2 separate regions of the Pan troglodytes genome follow, and region 2 is linked to region 1. The links are chromatin contacts, called in public Hi-C maps. All regions are on one chromosome and are shown on one strand. Each heading gives the region's core, a stretch centred on a gene start, on an enhancer-like site or on the middle of the called end of the contact. The rest is flanking DNA. Distances are from core to core; before and after follow the strand shown. Region 1 has its middle 280 kb from the start of GSDMC. Region 2 has its middle 140 kb from the start of GSDMC.

The links. Hi-C and Micro-C count contacts between places; a contact is called where the count stands out from the background.
Region 2: a contact with region 1 is called in a Hi-C map of induced pluripotent stem cells, with 2.0 times the contacts expected there. The contact joins two enhancer-like sites. A contact is called at or near these places in 3 of 7 Hi-C or Micro-C datasets (blood, induced pluripotent stem cells and stem cell-derived neural progenitor cells) and 1 of 1 other capture datasets (stem cell-derived neural stem cells).

What each region holds. Positions count from the first base shown.
Region 1 is chr7:139,790,115-139,797,726 of NHGRI_mPanTro3-v2.0_pri, reverse strand. No RefSeq gene overlaps it. Among named protein-coding and RNA genes, the nearest start is that of GSDMC, 280 kb to the left of the region's middle. Within about 2 kb of position 1,411, at least 1 of the 24 cell types and tissues checked has an H3K27ac peak or open chromatin away from gene starts, as enhancers often do.
Region 2 is chr7:139,929,062-139,936,029 of NHGRI_mPanTro3-v2.0_pri, reverse strand. No RefSeq gene overlaps it. Among named protein-coding and RNA genes, the nearest start is that of GSDMC, 140 kb to the left of the region's middle. Within about 2 kb of position 3,724, at least 8 of the 24 cell types and tissues checked have an H3K27ac peak or open chromatin away from gene starts, as enhancers often do.

The sequences.
Region 1 (7,612 bases), core at 162-2,661:
ATCATTCTCAGTAAACTATCGCAAGAACAAAAAACCAAACACCGCATATTCTCACTCATAGGTGGGAATTGAACAATGAGATCACATGGACACAGGAAGGGGAATACCATACTCTGGGGACTGTGGTGGGGAGGGGGGAGTGGGGAGGGATAGCATTGGGAGATATACCTAATGCTAGATGACGAGTTAGTGGGTGCAGCGCACCAGCATGGCACATGTATACATATGTAACTAACCTGCACAATGTGCACATGTACCCTAAAACTTAAAGTATAATAAAAAAAAAAAAAAAAAAAAAGAAACAGATTCAGGGAGTTTCTTACCTTTCTAAGGTCATTCAACTAAGTAAGTGCCAGCCTTGGGAAAGAAGTTTAGCTTTCCCTGTTGTTTCTCATGCAACTGAACAAGCTCATAATCTCAGACATGTATTTTAGGAAGTTCCCTGTAGAAGGACTGTACCTAATTGCTTTCATTTTTAACAATGGTTGGGTCATAGGTTTCCTGATGTGCTGATTAGCAGTATCTCTTTTCTATCTGAAGACAGTGTTTGCCCCCCAGCCTTTCTGCTGTCAAGAGTAGGGAACCGCCTTTTGAAACCATTGTCCTGAGTGCAAGAGGGAGTGACAAAGAGATCATCAACTAAGGATCTCAGCTTTAAGTGTTCAGATTTGGCCAAATTATTTTTCTAGTTCTCCAAGTCCTACCTCATTTTCACACCTTTATGTCTTTGTATGAGCTGTTTACCTGATTTTACAAAGCCTAACTCACCCTTCTAGATCCTGCTTGACTTTCATGTCAAGGCTGTCTTTACTCCAAGGTAGAATGAAGTGCTCCCTTATTTTTCATATGTCTCAGCAGCTATTGCAATGTAGTATGCTTAACTGGCTTCCCATTCAGCTCCACTAAACTGGGAGCTTCCTGAAGGTATACACTGTGTCTTACTCATCTTTGAGTCTACTATTCACTGTATGGCACACATATAATTTTGTGTATTAATGCTAGTAAATCAATGAATCAAAGACAACTAGCCTTGGCCTCTGCATTTATGTGGCATATCTGAGAGCAATGTTATCCTCTTAAAATGCTAACAATTTGTGCCCACTTTTCAGACATTTGCCTGTTCTCAGCACCCTCAATTTTACTCTTCTATGGTCAGAGCAATCTTAGAATAGCTCTAATTGATGACCATTTTGGTCCAAACTCTACCTTGACTGTTGATTTCTATTCTCTGCCTGGGACTCTTGAAGATTTCTATTTAATTGGTTTGGGCACTTGCCTCACACAGTGAATTGTTTAAATATAACCAGCACAATACAAGACGCTTAGGCTGCAGCTCTGAAATCAGTATATGAGGAAGAGACACACATGCGTGCAAAAGAGAGAAACCATTCATGAGTGCTGGGGGTGGGGGAAGGGAGAGCAGTTGAAAAGCATGTGAAAGCCACTTCCTTTTCTCATGTGAGTAGAAACTCCAGCAGAACTTATCAGAACCATTCATCTGTATGATCATTCATTCATCTGTTTATTCATTCATTCATCTTGGATAGCCCAGATTATTGCAAGAGCCCCTCAGTGATCCCTCTCCCTCTCTTCTGGCCCCTGCTCAGACCATATTCACAGCACTGAACATGACCTTTCTCTGGTTCTCTGTTATTCACAAGATAAAGGGCAAGCTCCTTAGCATGGCATCCGAGAACACTGATCTGGTCTCTGGGTGGCTACTAGTCCCCCTTGTCTCTTACAGCCTGACATGTGCACCTCTCTAAGCTCCAGCAACAATGGACTCTTAGGAATACCACTGATATGCAGTTTGTGTTGCCTCTGTCCTTTTCTGTATGCTGTTCCCTATATTTTCTCTAGATATTTTCCTATTCTTCTCCTATTTAGTTTTGAAAACTCAGCTCAACCATATCTCTACTGTAAGGCTTTCCATGAGACTACCAATCTAAAAGAGGTGTGAGACTTTTTCTTCATCACAGTGTTGTAGGCATATACCTATCATAGCTCTGACTGTAATATACTGAACCTGTTTGTCCTTCATCTTTCTCTCCACTGGTCTGTGAATTTCTCGTAGTCAAGGCCCATTTATTCTTCTTCACAAAACAGGTCCTGACATACAGTAGATGCTAAATAAATAGACATGGAATGAGCACATTACTCGGAGGCTGCATGCTAAGAGTTTAAATGTTACCCTGAATCCAAACACAGTCATTCACAGGTTTTAAGCAGGGGTAGTGGCAGGATTGGGTTTGTGCTCAGAGATAGAATGGGAAATGATTGGAGATGGAATGGATAATGAATGGGGTTGGGCAACACTGGAGGCAAAGAGGCCAACCTACCTTGTCACCCTCACCTCACCCCCCCAACCATTCACTGCTACTTCACCCACCCCAGGAAGTCTCTACCTCATGAACTTTTACATTCCCTCAAGACATAGCTAAAACATCTTGTTTCAGGAACTGTCTCTGATCTGCTTCCTTCATACTTTGTAATATTCTCAATGGTAATATACTATGTTCAATATTTATTGAGCATTTTATTATATGCTGAGCATTTTACACTCAAAAAATTAATCATCACAGTAACCCAATGAGGCGATGTTATTAACCTTCTTTTACAGTTAGGGCAATTGAGGCTCAGAAAGCTTAAGCCACTTGCCCAAATTATTCACCTAGAAATGGTAGATAAGACATGAAGTCAAGTCTGACTTTGAGCCACTGCTTTTACCTATGATGGTATCTGTATCATGGTTTCTTTCTGTGCTCCTACCTCGTGTTACAACATGATACCTGATAGAAACTCTTGGATTTAATTTAGTTCTACATTTCTAACCAGTATGTTTGTTGGATGGAAGCATCTAGAGGCCTTAGAATTGTTTGTTGTGTTTTCTTTCTTTTGTCTTCTTGGCAATGCTGCTGACTTTGTTTCTTTTCCTGTGTGTCTCCAGAGTCTTTCATGATTTTAGTTCTTTCTAGTTTTCAGTTGTACAGGATCAGTTTTGCCCCTTCTTTTAAAATATTATTATTATTATTATTATTGAGATGGAGTCTTGCTCTGTCACTGAGGCTGGAGTGCAGTGGTGCGATCTTGCCTCAATGCAGCCTCTGCCTCCCAGGTTCAGGCAATTCTTCTGCCTCAGCCTCCCAAGTAGCTGGGATTACAGGCACCTGCCACCATGCTGGCTAATTTTTGTATTTTTAGTAGAGATGGGGTTCCGCCATGTTGGCCAGGCTGGTTTCAAACTCCTGACCTCAAGTGATCCACCCGCCTCAGCCTCCCAAACTGCTGGGATTACAAGCATGAGCCACTGTGCCCGGCCTTCTTTTTCTAAAATTTTGATTTGAAGTCTACTTCATCAGTTTGCCTGCCCAGCTGTTGTCCTTGTCATTGATGTGATGGTGACTTTCCCTTCCAGGAACCCATTTTTTCTGACATGATTAGCAGTGATCTTCACTGCAAAGCCCAGTTACCAGTATCATTTTGATAGCAGGTCCACACTTTGCAAATGTTCCTTTCCCTAAAAGGTCATGATCTTCAACAAGAAGAAGAGAGCAAAGTATCATCTGGGCCAGCAAGTCCTTTAATTTTTACCTGGGGTTGGATGGAACTTGTATTATGATATAATCTCGATAAGCCTGGGCTCAAACTGTGCCTCTACTGCTTCTGTAAAACAGGAGCACCAATGCCTGCTTTCCTGGGTTGTGGGGAGGGTTCACTATGGTAATAAGTATGAAAGCTACTTGGTCAGTCCCTGTCTCATAGCCTCTAATAAGGACTAAGGACGCTTTCTCACCATAAAGTCAACTTCAGAGGTCCATGTGGCTGTTTACCTTGTGTGAACTAGCTCAGTTGAGTAGAAACTGGTAGGCTTGATGGTGATTCAGGTAAAACTGATTTTCTCAGTTTCTCCTGGGATTTTTTTCTATTCCTATTCCATATAAGAACAATTTATTCTAAGACAGAGATTTGAGATTTGTTTTTGGAATGAGAAAGGCTGGATTTGAGTTTTGGCTTGCCTACTCACTAGCTGTGCAACCCTATGCAAGGTACGTAAACTCTCTAAACTCCAATTTTCTTATTTGTAAAATAGGAACAATAGTAGTAGCTGCCTCATAGGGTGTTTGTAATTCATGAGAGAATGTGCATACACTTAGCACATTGTGTGGCCCATAAGAAGCACTCATGGCTGGGTGCAATGGCTGCTGTAATCCCAGCACTTTGGGAGGCCATGGCAGGAGGATTGCTTGAGCCCAGGAATTCAAGACCAGCCTGAGCAACATGGAGAAACCCCATCTCTACCAAAAATACAAAAATTAGCCTGGTGTGGTGGCATGCATCTGTAGTCCCAGCTACTTGAGAGGCTGAGGTGGGAGGATCATCTGAGCCCAGGAAGTTGAGGCTGTGGTGAGTGGTGATCATGCCACTGCACTCCAGCCTGGATGACAGAGTAAGACCCTGTCTAATAAAAAAGAAGCATTGCTAATTCATTCATCCATTCATTGAGAACGTATTGAATATCTGCAATATGCCAGGCACTGTATGTCAGTCTTTACCATAATATCCAAGGTTACATATTACATAAATAGGAGAGCCAAGACTGTCAGATACTGGACTTCCCAAGCCCCATACTCTTTACCCAATAATGACCTTGAAAATAGATATTTTTGGGAAATTTATGACTTTTCACTAGTATTAGAGTTTTTGGTGCACTCTCTTCACTCAAACCTTTCTTTACATCTAAGTCTTTTATAGCCTCCATAATACTTCCAAATACACTCAAAGTTCAGGCTGGGTAAATACTCACAGAATGAATGAATTTGGTAAGCAAACCAATATTGAGTCTACATAGAAATTGTATATTCTTTACCGATTCCTACCCTCTATCTGACCATTGATATTTTTCTAATTATTCATTTTTACATTGAGGTTGATTTTTTTTCAAGCATTTCTCATAATTACCCAAATCCTACCAAGAATTCTTATTGCTTTCCAGGCTATGATGTTCAAACCACACTTTGCATGCCACGCATTTGAATGTTCAGTGGCTTAGGTTGGTGACAAGCCTAATTTTCACAATGTTCATTTCTGTCTCATTCATTGCTTTTGACAGGAGCCAGGCTTGCCACATCACACTTGGCCTGTCAGAAAGGTTGAAGAAACTTCCCCAGACCCAAATATTTGGTGGCTGAGTTGGTGTTCCTTTGCCTTACAAAACCTTTAATTGAAGGCAACACATGGATTCTAACTTGTTTAAAATGTCTCCAAGTCCTGGCATGCACTGAATCAAACCCGAGGCCCCAAGAGCTATCATCCGCACAGAAACACAGCATTAGAGGGACCGGAGCTCAGGGTGGGGAGCCCTATAAGAATGTAGAGGTCTGTAAAATGGTTCCAATTCATTCTATGAGGTTTGGCAAAAGCCGGAACTCTTGTAGCCAGACACGTTCTGCATGAAGTTTAAATTGTCTTGACATTGGGGTAGGAGAAATCCTCACTCTCAGGGTCTACTAATTCATGATTCACTCATTAGGATTGTGTTTTGTGTAAAGTGTCCAAGATATCTAATGATTCCTGCTGAAATATTGTGAATGCTTTGCTTTCCCAATCTCGTCTTTTTACATGCTTGGGCAAGATTAAATGGCTTTTGAATCTAGTACATCTTGATTTGTATTTAGGCCATGAAAGCCAAATCATATGACAAGATATAAACTTGGTGAGATCTATTCCCCTCACTCTCTAAAATGACTGACATTACAACCTATTCTATCTATTCAATTGAGTCTTTTAGTTAGGCTCAGATATCTTGTGCAGTGAAAATCTCAAAAACATTTTCCTTTTAGAAACTGTTCACATAGTGTCAACAAAACACTGTTCTCAACTTCAGGCCTTCATGTTTTCAGGGACATACGTTAGGCAGCAGGACATACCTTATCTTGCTGAGCAACCCATTATGTCTCCAATGACCCCCTTTGGAAAGTTGGGAGTTATTCTTAACTCCTCCTTCTCAACATCCAATCAATCTCTCAGACATGAAGATTTCACTTTGTTCATATTGCTTGATTGCCCCCTACTTCTCCTAAGCTTATAGCTTATGCCCTTGCTATTCCTCGTGTAGAATATTGTCGTGGCTAGCTGACCAGTCTCTCTGCTTACAGTCTTGCCCTCTTTCATTCCATCCACCAGTCAGCAGTCATAATGATCTATCTAAAGAATGCATTTAATCATGTCATCCAGTTGCTTAAATATTCTCAATGGTCCCCTCTGTCCTTAGGATAATATCACAAATAACAAGCACAATGTATAAGGTCCAGTGCATCCTGGTCTTTGCCTTCCTTTTACTCTAGACTGGCTTTTCACAGTCTCTTCTTCACTCTATGACCTGCCATATTGAACTCTGGGCTGTACTGAAGACAAACCATTATGCCTTTAAGGTGATTCTTTTTTCTGTCATGAATGTTTCATTGACCTTGTCCTCTACCAGCCTTACTTGTCCCTTAGGACTTTGCTTAGTGCCACTTCTTCCAGGAACTCCCCACTAAATCTGGATTGTAAACTCCTACTCTGTGCTTCTGTAGCAACTTGGACTTACATCTATCACAGCACTTATATGGTATTGTAAATACCTATTTCTTTTTTGATATAAGCCCTTAGTCTATAAATTTTCTGAAGACTGGGACCATGTTATGGTCACTTTTGTATTTCCAGGGTCCTAGAATGGGCTTCAGGGGAAGAATGATTTATTCTCTCTCTTTACTCCCCTTGCTGTGTCTGTTCAAATTATACCAGATGAATTCCCTTTTTTGAACACACTAAGTTGGATTTCTTTCATGACTCTGTCATTGTTTTTGATGTTTTCTTAACTAGAAGTGTCTTTTCCCCTCCTCTTCTTTCTCCATTTGAGTTTATCTAGGGCTAATCACATAATTTGTTAAATGTTTTATTTTACATAATTTATTATAATCAGACCAGTTAAGACAACTCTAAACATCAGATGTAAGATGGAAATAGCATTGTCTATACAGAAGGAAACATATCAGAAAGAACACTGAAATGGGAGTCAGGAGTCCAGAGCCCTGGTCACAGCTGTATTGATGACTTGCTATTTGACCTTAAGCAAATCAACTATAATCTCTAGACTTTACTTCCTTGTCTTGGCATAAGGAGGGATTGGATTAGATGATCTTTACGGATCCTGCCATGATAATTCCCTATAAATTGTGTTTTCGAGATAGGAAAACAATAGGACCTTTGTGGAAAGACCTGTGTATGCTGAAACAGGCCAAAGCAATGAGTTGAATATCCAAATAAAAATTTGCTGCTGAATCCCTTTATTTGTCATTGCTTTGGTACTCTATGCATCATGACAAACTTCATCTCAGCAGTGACTTCTATAGTCCCTGAGTTCACCTGGATTAAGCAGACTTTGGTTTTAGGCAAAAGTAGACATGATTTCTAGTCCCACCTTCATCACTTATTTACTAAGTGACCTTAATCAAGGTCTTTTTCTCTAAGCTTTGGCTTCTTACTCTATAAACTAGGTGCTAAGGACGTGTACGTCTTAAGGCTGATGAAAGGATTGGATTTAAGATGATGTCTGTAAAACACTTTAGCA
Region 2 (6,968 bases), core at 2,475-4,974, 140 kb before region 1:
TCCTGTGACTGCGGGTCTCGGGCACAGTGTTGGAATGCCCCTGCCCCCTGGCTTCCTTCTGCTGCTTTGGGGCCTGTCCGCAGACAGGCCAGATCCCAGTCATCTGAAACACCACTCAGAAGGCAGGAATGTGCAATCCGTTCCAAGCTGGAAGTGACTTTCATGTGACAGGCCGCACCGCTCTGTGACTCTGTAACTAATTTTCCCTGCCCTGGAAGCTCTCCAAATTCCTGGGATGTGATCAATTGAGGAAACCACTTGAGGTCACATTCAGGAGAGTGCTGTATCTGGAATTGGGTGTGAGAGCTCCCAGCATGTGGAAAATTCAGACTCCAAGTTTCTTTATGTTTTTTTCTACTCTTTTCAGGCTGGTCTTGTTAGGTAAGGAACATGCAAAGAAATCCTCAAAGTTGAAAGAAGTTAAGACAAAAACAAGAGCTGGAATTCCTTGACTGAAGAGGTCACTGTACGTGGCAAACAAATGCTCAGCTTATCTTTACTTAACTGAAATAAATGGAACTAAACTGAATTGCTGTCAACGTGTTTATGTGAACGCGTCTGGGACATTTATCACCGTAAAGGTGGTCTTATAAAAGGAATATTCCTGTGTGAATCCAGACACTGGCTTCTAGTGTTAGCTGGGTTCCTAACTCACTCTGAATCTTTGGGCAAGCTGCCTACCTTCTCAGGAAGTCAGTCTCTCTGTCTCTAAAATTAGTTGGGCTCAGAGTTTCCTTCTCTGTTTACAATTCTTTGATGTGTTTTAGAGGGCTGGAAAATTCACCGCTGATGGATCTGTAGTAGGATTCATAAAGGTCTCTTATGTTTGTATATTGCTTCATTATTTCCTTTGCTATTTAGAATCTATTCAGCTTGACAGGGAAGGTTGTGTTATCCCAATATATAGATTAGAAAACTGAGGCCCAGATAAATTGAATGATGTGGCCATGACTTTTTGGCTGGTGACTGGAGGAGGTGAGAATACAACCCGGATCTCCTGACATCTAGTCTGGAGTTCTTTCCTCTTGACATGTAAGGTTGTGAGAAACCATATCTGACCATGTCTGGTCTCCATCAGAGGCACAATCTTGTTAACTTGTTTCTTCTGAATCATGATCTGACCTCAGGTAGCTTTTTGTAGGTTCTCAATTGGAATTCAGTTTATAATAAAATGTATTACATGTTGATAATGCAGATTTCCAAGGTGAGTCTTATGACAAGGCATGCGGAGGAAACACGGGTATGGGAGAAGGAGTTTAGGCCTGAAACCACGCAGACCTGGTGGGCATCTCTGTTCTATGGTTAACTGGCTGCTCACTTACCTTCATTTTCACATCTTTAAAATGGGCATTATAATATCTAACTTTTAGGGTCCTCAATACATCAATTCGTTCACTCTCTTCATCTTAGTCATTTGAAAACAATATTCTACATTCCTTATAAATGATTTCATATAGGAACATTGAATGATAGAAAGATGATAGTAATATATTGCTATGTTAGACAAATGATACAAGTAGTATGTTTTGTATGAACTTAATTTGTATAAAAATGCACAAAGTACACAATAAAGAGACAAGAATGATTGCATATGGTTAACGGTGGTCTTCTATAGGTGGTGGGACTACAAGTGCTTTCAATTTTTTTCTTATTGCTTTTCTTCTTTTACTTAAATATCTAAATTGACCATATATTAATGTGGTAATCAGTTTTAAAAAGTTCTTTCTCTTAAAGGAGTAAAGTTGATGATTCTAAGTGGGAAAAAATGGAATAACCAGCTTTCTTTCAAATGGTTGTTCAAAAGATGTATTACCATATAATTTAAAAACAGGCACAAATGATGTTTTCAGGAGCAATTGTTAACTAACTTTTTTTTGTTGTTGTCAATGAAGACAGCCCCAGTCAGCCACCAGTGGGTCCGTGGCATTGAAAAGGACACTGCCCAGAGTAGTTGGGGCTGGGACTCCACATCTACTGCGTGCCCTTGCCAAACAGCTGTGTTCTGCGCAAACAGCGTGATGACACTCACCTGTAGGAAGCGGAAATGGGGTCATGGAGTTGGGCTGCAGTCACAGGTGGGGTCACAAAGAGCTGGTGGTGCCACGGTTCCACCCCAACACGCGGGCCAGCCTATCAAGAGAGGGCCAGGACAATGCGGAAAGAACGTCTGTTGCTCTTAGTAATGAGTGACAGTTCTCCGCTGTCGGGTAAGTCCTGGGCAGGATGCTGTCACAATTACAATTTGGCCAGAACCCGCAGTCCTGGGCTTAGGTCTTACAACACAGGGAAAGCTGATGGGAGTTCCTCCCGAGCTTAGTAGCGAGGCTAGAGAGAGACAGAATGACAGAGAGAGAAAATGGTGCGTATACATGGAGAAGTGCGGAGTGAGCACAGATACTCTCTGTCCCCAAATGTGTTTTTGCCACATTTCTTTCAGTCTAATCAGGAGCAGAGAGGGTATCTTTCTTTGTAATGGCTCCCCCAAATTAGAAAGTGAGATAACTTTATTTCATACATGGATGTACTTTTTCATTTTAACTTTTGGGTTTTAGTGTGTGTCTTTAAAGGTTGATTTTTGTTTTGTGACAAGAGATTGTTTTTCCATTCCCGAGAGTAAGAGTGTTCTTTTAAAAATACATTGCTTTAAGTAAAAAAATGGGGTCACTTCACATATTAATATAGTTAGTGTGTGGAAGTGGCAAAAATCTTCAAAGGGTGATGCAAACAGCTAAAATACGGACATCACTTTTCTTCAGTGGCCTGGAAGTTGAAAGACTTGGGTCCCTGCCATTTTACCTACTAATTAGGAGAACGTAAGTCAGTGGTTCCCAAGCCTACCTAAATGTTGGAATCACCTGGGTGTGGGAGAGCTTCAAAAACTACTGATGCCTGTTTTCTAACCCAGAGATTCTGATTCAATAGGTCTGGGTGTGGCCTGAGCGTTGGAGGTTGTAAAAGATACCCAGGTGATCCTAATGTCAGGCACATTAGAAGCCAATTCTTCGATGTCCCTGAGCCTTAGTTTGCTTTCTGTAGTATGGGGGTGTGGAGTGTCTGCTAAACAGGATTTGTCCTATTCTTCATGTTCTTTAAAAAAAAAAAAAAAAGAAAGCAAATGCTTTCAAGTGAACGGCTCAATGTCTTCTCCCTGAAAGGGACTGCTGGACAGTATGAGACACTGGGTTCTAGATGGATAAGACAACAGGTCCAGTCTGGGGTTTCTGGTGCAAAGCAGAGAAGGTGGAACCAAAAAATGGCGAGGAAAAGGGTAGCTGGCTGAAGCTCTTTCCTCTGGCTGGGTGTGGTGGCTTACGCCTGTCACCCCAACACTTTGGGAGGCTGATGCTGGAGGATCACTTGAGGCCAGGAGTTCAAGACCAGCCTCGTCAACATAGTGAGACCCTGTCTCAATAATAACAACCACACAAACCTCTCTGCTCGAAGCCAGCTTTATTGATAGTTTATATATTCAGACAGAAACAGTGTGTTGTGGGGCAGAGCTAATATGTGTATCCAAGAGATGATGGGCTGCCGTGGGCTAGCAGAGTGACTTCAGACAAGCCTCTTTACCTCTTTGGGTCTCATTTTCCCCAGCTGGAGAATGAAGGGTGGACTAATTGATCCAGACAATTCAGTCTATCGCTAAGGCTCCTCTCTACCCCACCTCCATTGCAGTCTTTTCTTGGCTTTTTGCCAATGAGTTCTTCAGAGAGGCAGTAGATGGCAGTAGAGGCTTTAGAATGAGGACTTTCAGGTTGCTTGGCTCACCTAATTTCATCCTCCCACGCTGACACTGCTGGGAATGCTGCTCTGGAAAGATTCTCTGCTGCCTGCAGAGCTGACAGCTGCTGCCTGAATCTACTCATCTGTGAACCACAAAGGGGCAAAGTTTAAAGGAACAGCACTTCTTAGCTGTTCACAGTTCTACGAGGGCAGGGCAGAACAGGACCAGCTGGTGCCTACAGTCCAGTTACTTCTTTGCTCTTTCCCTGGGGTCGGATCTCACCTGTTTTTGATCTTTGGCACATTTTCCTGCAATGATGAACGAGTGAGGCGGGCTGGGAGTGAATAAGGAGACTTTTAGGGTAAGAGGGCAACCCGGGCCATCTTTAGGACGACAAATTTCTCGGAGAAACTTATATTTGCACATGATGGTTTTAAAAGAGCTTTCATACACATTGATTCATTTCATCTTTGAAACTACCCTTTCAGTTCGGTAGAAGCAAAATTGTCAGTTTCGGCAGATGAGGATGCAGAGTCTCAGGGTAAATGGGAAAGTGGTTTTTTCAAGTCAGCCTGCTCTAATGTGGTGATCAGAACTCAAACCCAAGTCATGTATGTATGTATGATGTATGTATGTATTGATGGAGCCTTGCTCTGCCACCCAGGTTGGAGTGCAGTGGTATGATCTTGTAACCTCCGTCTCCCGGATTCAAGTAATTCTCCTGCCTCAGCCTCCTGAGTATCTGGGATTGCAGGCACCATGCCTGGCTAATTTCTGTATTTTTAGTAGAGACGGAGTTTTACTATGTTGGCCAGGCTGATCTCGAACTCCTGACCTCAAGTGATCTGCCTGCCTTGGCCTCCTAAAATGCTGGGATTACAGGTGTGAGCCACTGTACCCAGCCTCAAACCCAAGTCATTTGGCAACTTAGTTCAGTCCTCTTTCTATTGAGTAAGGCATAGCAACTAACGTGCCCCATATTTGAGTTCCTGTAGGTACTTATAAGCTGGGTTATACATTTTAAAAATCTTTATCATTTACTCACTATGTGTCAGGCACTAAACCATGTTCTGAGAATAGAGGTGAAAAATAAAAAACTATCCTTGCATACTGCTCTATATGTTCCAGAAACTGTTGTTAATGACTTTAAAAATAATTTCCAATTTAATTCCTCTTAGTGTCCCTTTGAGGTAGGTATTGCTTTAATCCAGTTTACAGATGAAGAAACTGAGGCACAGAGAAATTATGTAACTTGCTACAGTAAGTAGTGAAGCCAGAATTTAAAGGGAGGCAGTAGCATCCTTTTTCTTTTTCAAAACAGCTTTACTGAGTGATAAGTCATGTACTCCATAATTTGCCTATTTATAGTGTATAATTCAATGGTTTTTAGTATATTTGACAGAGATGAGCAAACATCACAGTCAATTTTAGAACATGTCTCATAGCATGCCTCATCCCCCCAAAATAAACCTGTACCCATTAACAGTTGGGACGTGGTATTCTTAATAGCTATACTATATTGTTTCCATGGATGACACATGGTTTTTGTCTTTCAAGAGTTCTGTTGAGTTCAGGACACATAGACAGATTATGACACTACAGTGTAATAAGTACAATGACAGTTGATGCTCAAAGAGCATATAGCTTACAGTATAATGCAGAGTCTCAAAGTAAGGACTTTAACAGAAAGAGAGAGAGAGAGAGAGCAAGAGAGAGCATGAGCCTGAATTTTCTGCTTATAATAGAGCTATGATTAATGCATCAAGTACTCCTGGAAATTCAAATGATGTTCATAGAGGGGATACTTAGATTTTGTATGCTGGGGTCAGTTGTTGTGATGTTACCAGATTAGTCAATGACTCCTTTCAGCCCCCTTGGGGAATGTGATGGGGATGGCTGGGTGGGCAATGGGCGTGGGCATAGTCTGGGATAAACAGGGAAGGTTAAGAGCACCTAGTGCTTGGTGTCTGGGAGGTCATGAAGAAAGGCTTCGCTGTTACTCTCAGGGTCAACCTGGTGTGATGCACACACCAATTCAGCAGCCAAGTTTATCTAGGATATGTCAATCCCACAAGTTATAGAAACTTCCAAGAAGTAGCAACAGGACCCAGGAGCTCACAGCTGGGTTTTCACTTAATCCTTGTACAGTGTTGCCTCAGCTTCTCAAAGTTTCTGGTGTTTATGAAGATCCATAACAGCTGGCTGCAAACCCAACTCCTGAGAATCATTTCTGGGAGAATGCCGAAGACTGCATTTCAAGTTCAAGAATGGTGAGAAAAGTACAGTTGAAAATCTCATTTTAATAACTTCGTAGTAATAATAATGTCTGCCATGTATTGAATGCCTTCCAAATGCCAGATGGTTATGTTAGAGTTTTTTTCACTTAAATCTCATGATCAACCTGCCAGGGTCACATTGTTACCCCTACTTTAGTGGTGATTAGGATCAGAAGTGGGGAGGTAGTTTGCCCAAGGTTTACATAGCTAGGAAGTGACAGGGCTGGAATTCTAACTAGGGTGATCAACTCATCCTGGCTTGGCTGGGGCTTTGCTGGTTTTAAGATGGAAAGTTCCTTATCGCAGCAACCACTTCAGTCTTGGGTAAGCTGAGAAGTTTGGCCAGCCTAGTATCCAGGTCTGTTGGGTTCTTTCTGCTGTGCCCTGCAAACTGAGAAGCTCCCTTGATCCCTCTCTTGGCAGCAGTACATGGTTTGGGCTCCCTGCCGCACCCCCTTAGGGACTTGCTATGCTCCTCCCTATCTGTCCCCAAGTGCCTGCTCTCTGGAACTGCTCTGAGCCTTGTCTCCTTCCAGCTGTTTCCTGGCCCCCTCAATTGCCTGCTTTCTCTAATGATAGTTGCTTTTATTTTCGTGTCAGGCCTTTTACCGTTTATCCGTTTGGAGCTTCCCCCAAGCACCCAACCCACTGCTGGCTATAAAGATTTGGAGACCTGGGCTTGAGTTCCAGCTGAGCTGCCTTCTGGCTATTCCCTGGGGAAGCCACCTCACCTCCCTAGAGCCTCTGCTTCCTCATCCAAGACTGGGGGTATAGCTGTGCTCACCCACTAACACTGCTGTATTGTTTAACGTAAAGGCAAGATGAGAACATGGAGTTTCAACCTGAAAGGCATTGAGCACGTTGGTTGTCATTACTGTTGGGTGACTTCCTACTTTCCCTGCCTACCTCTGAAAGGAGAAGTGAGTTAGTGGCAATGTGGACCCTGATTTAGCATGGGAGGTTTTGGC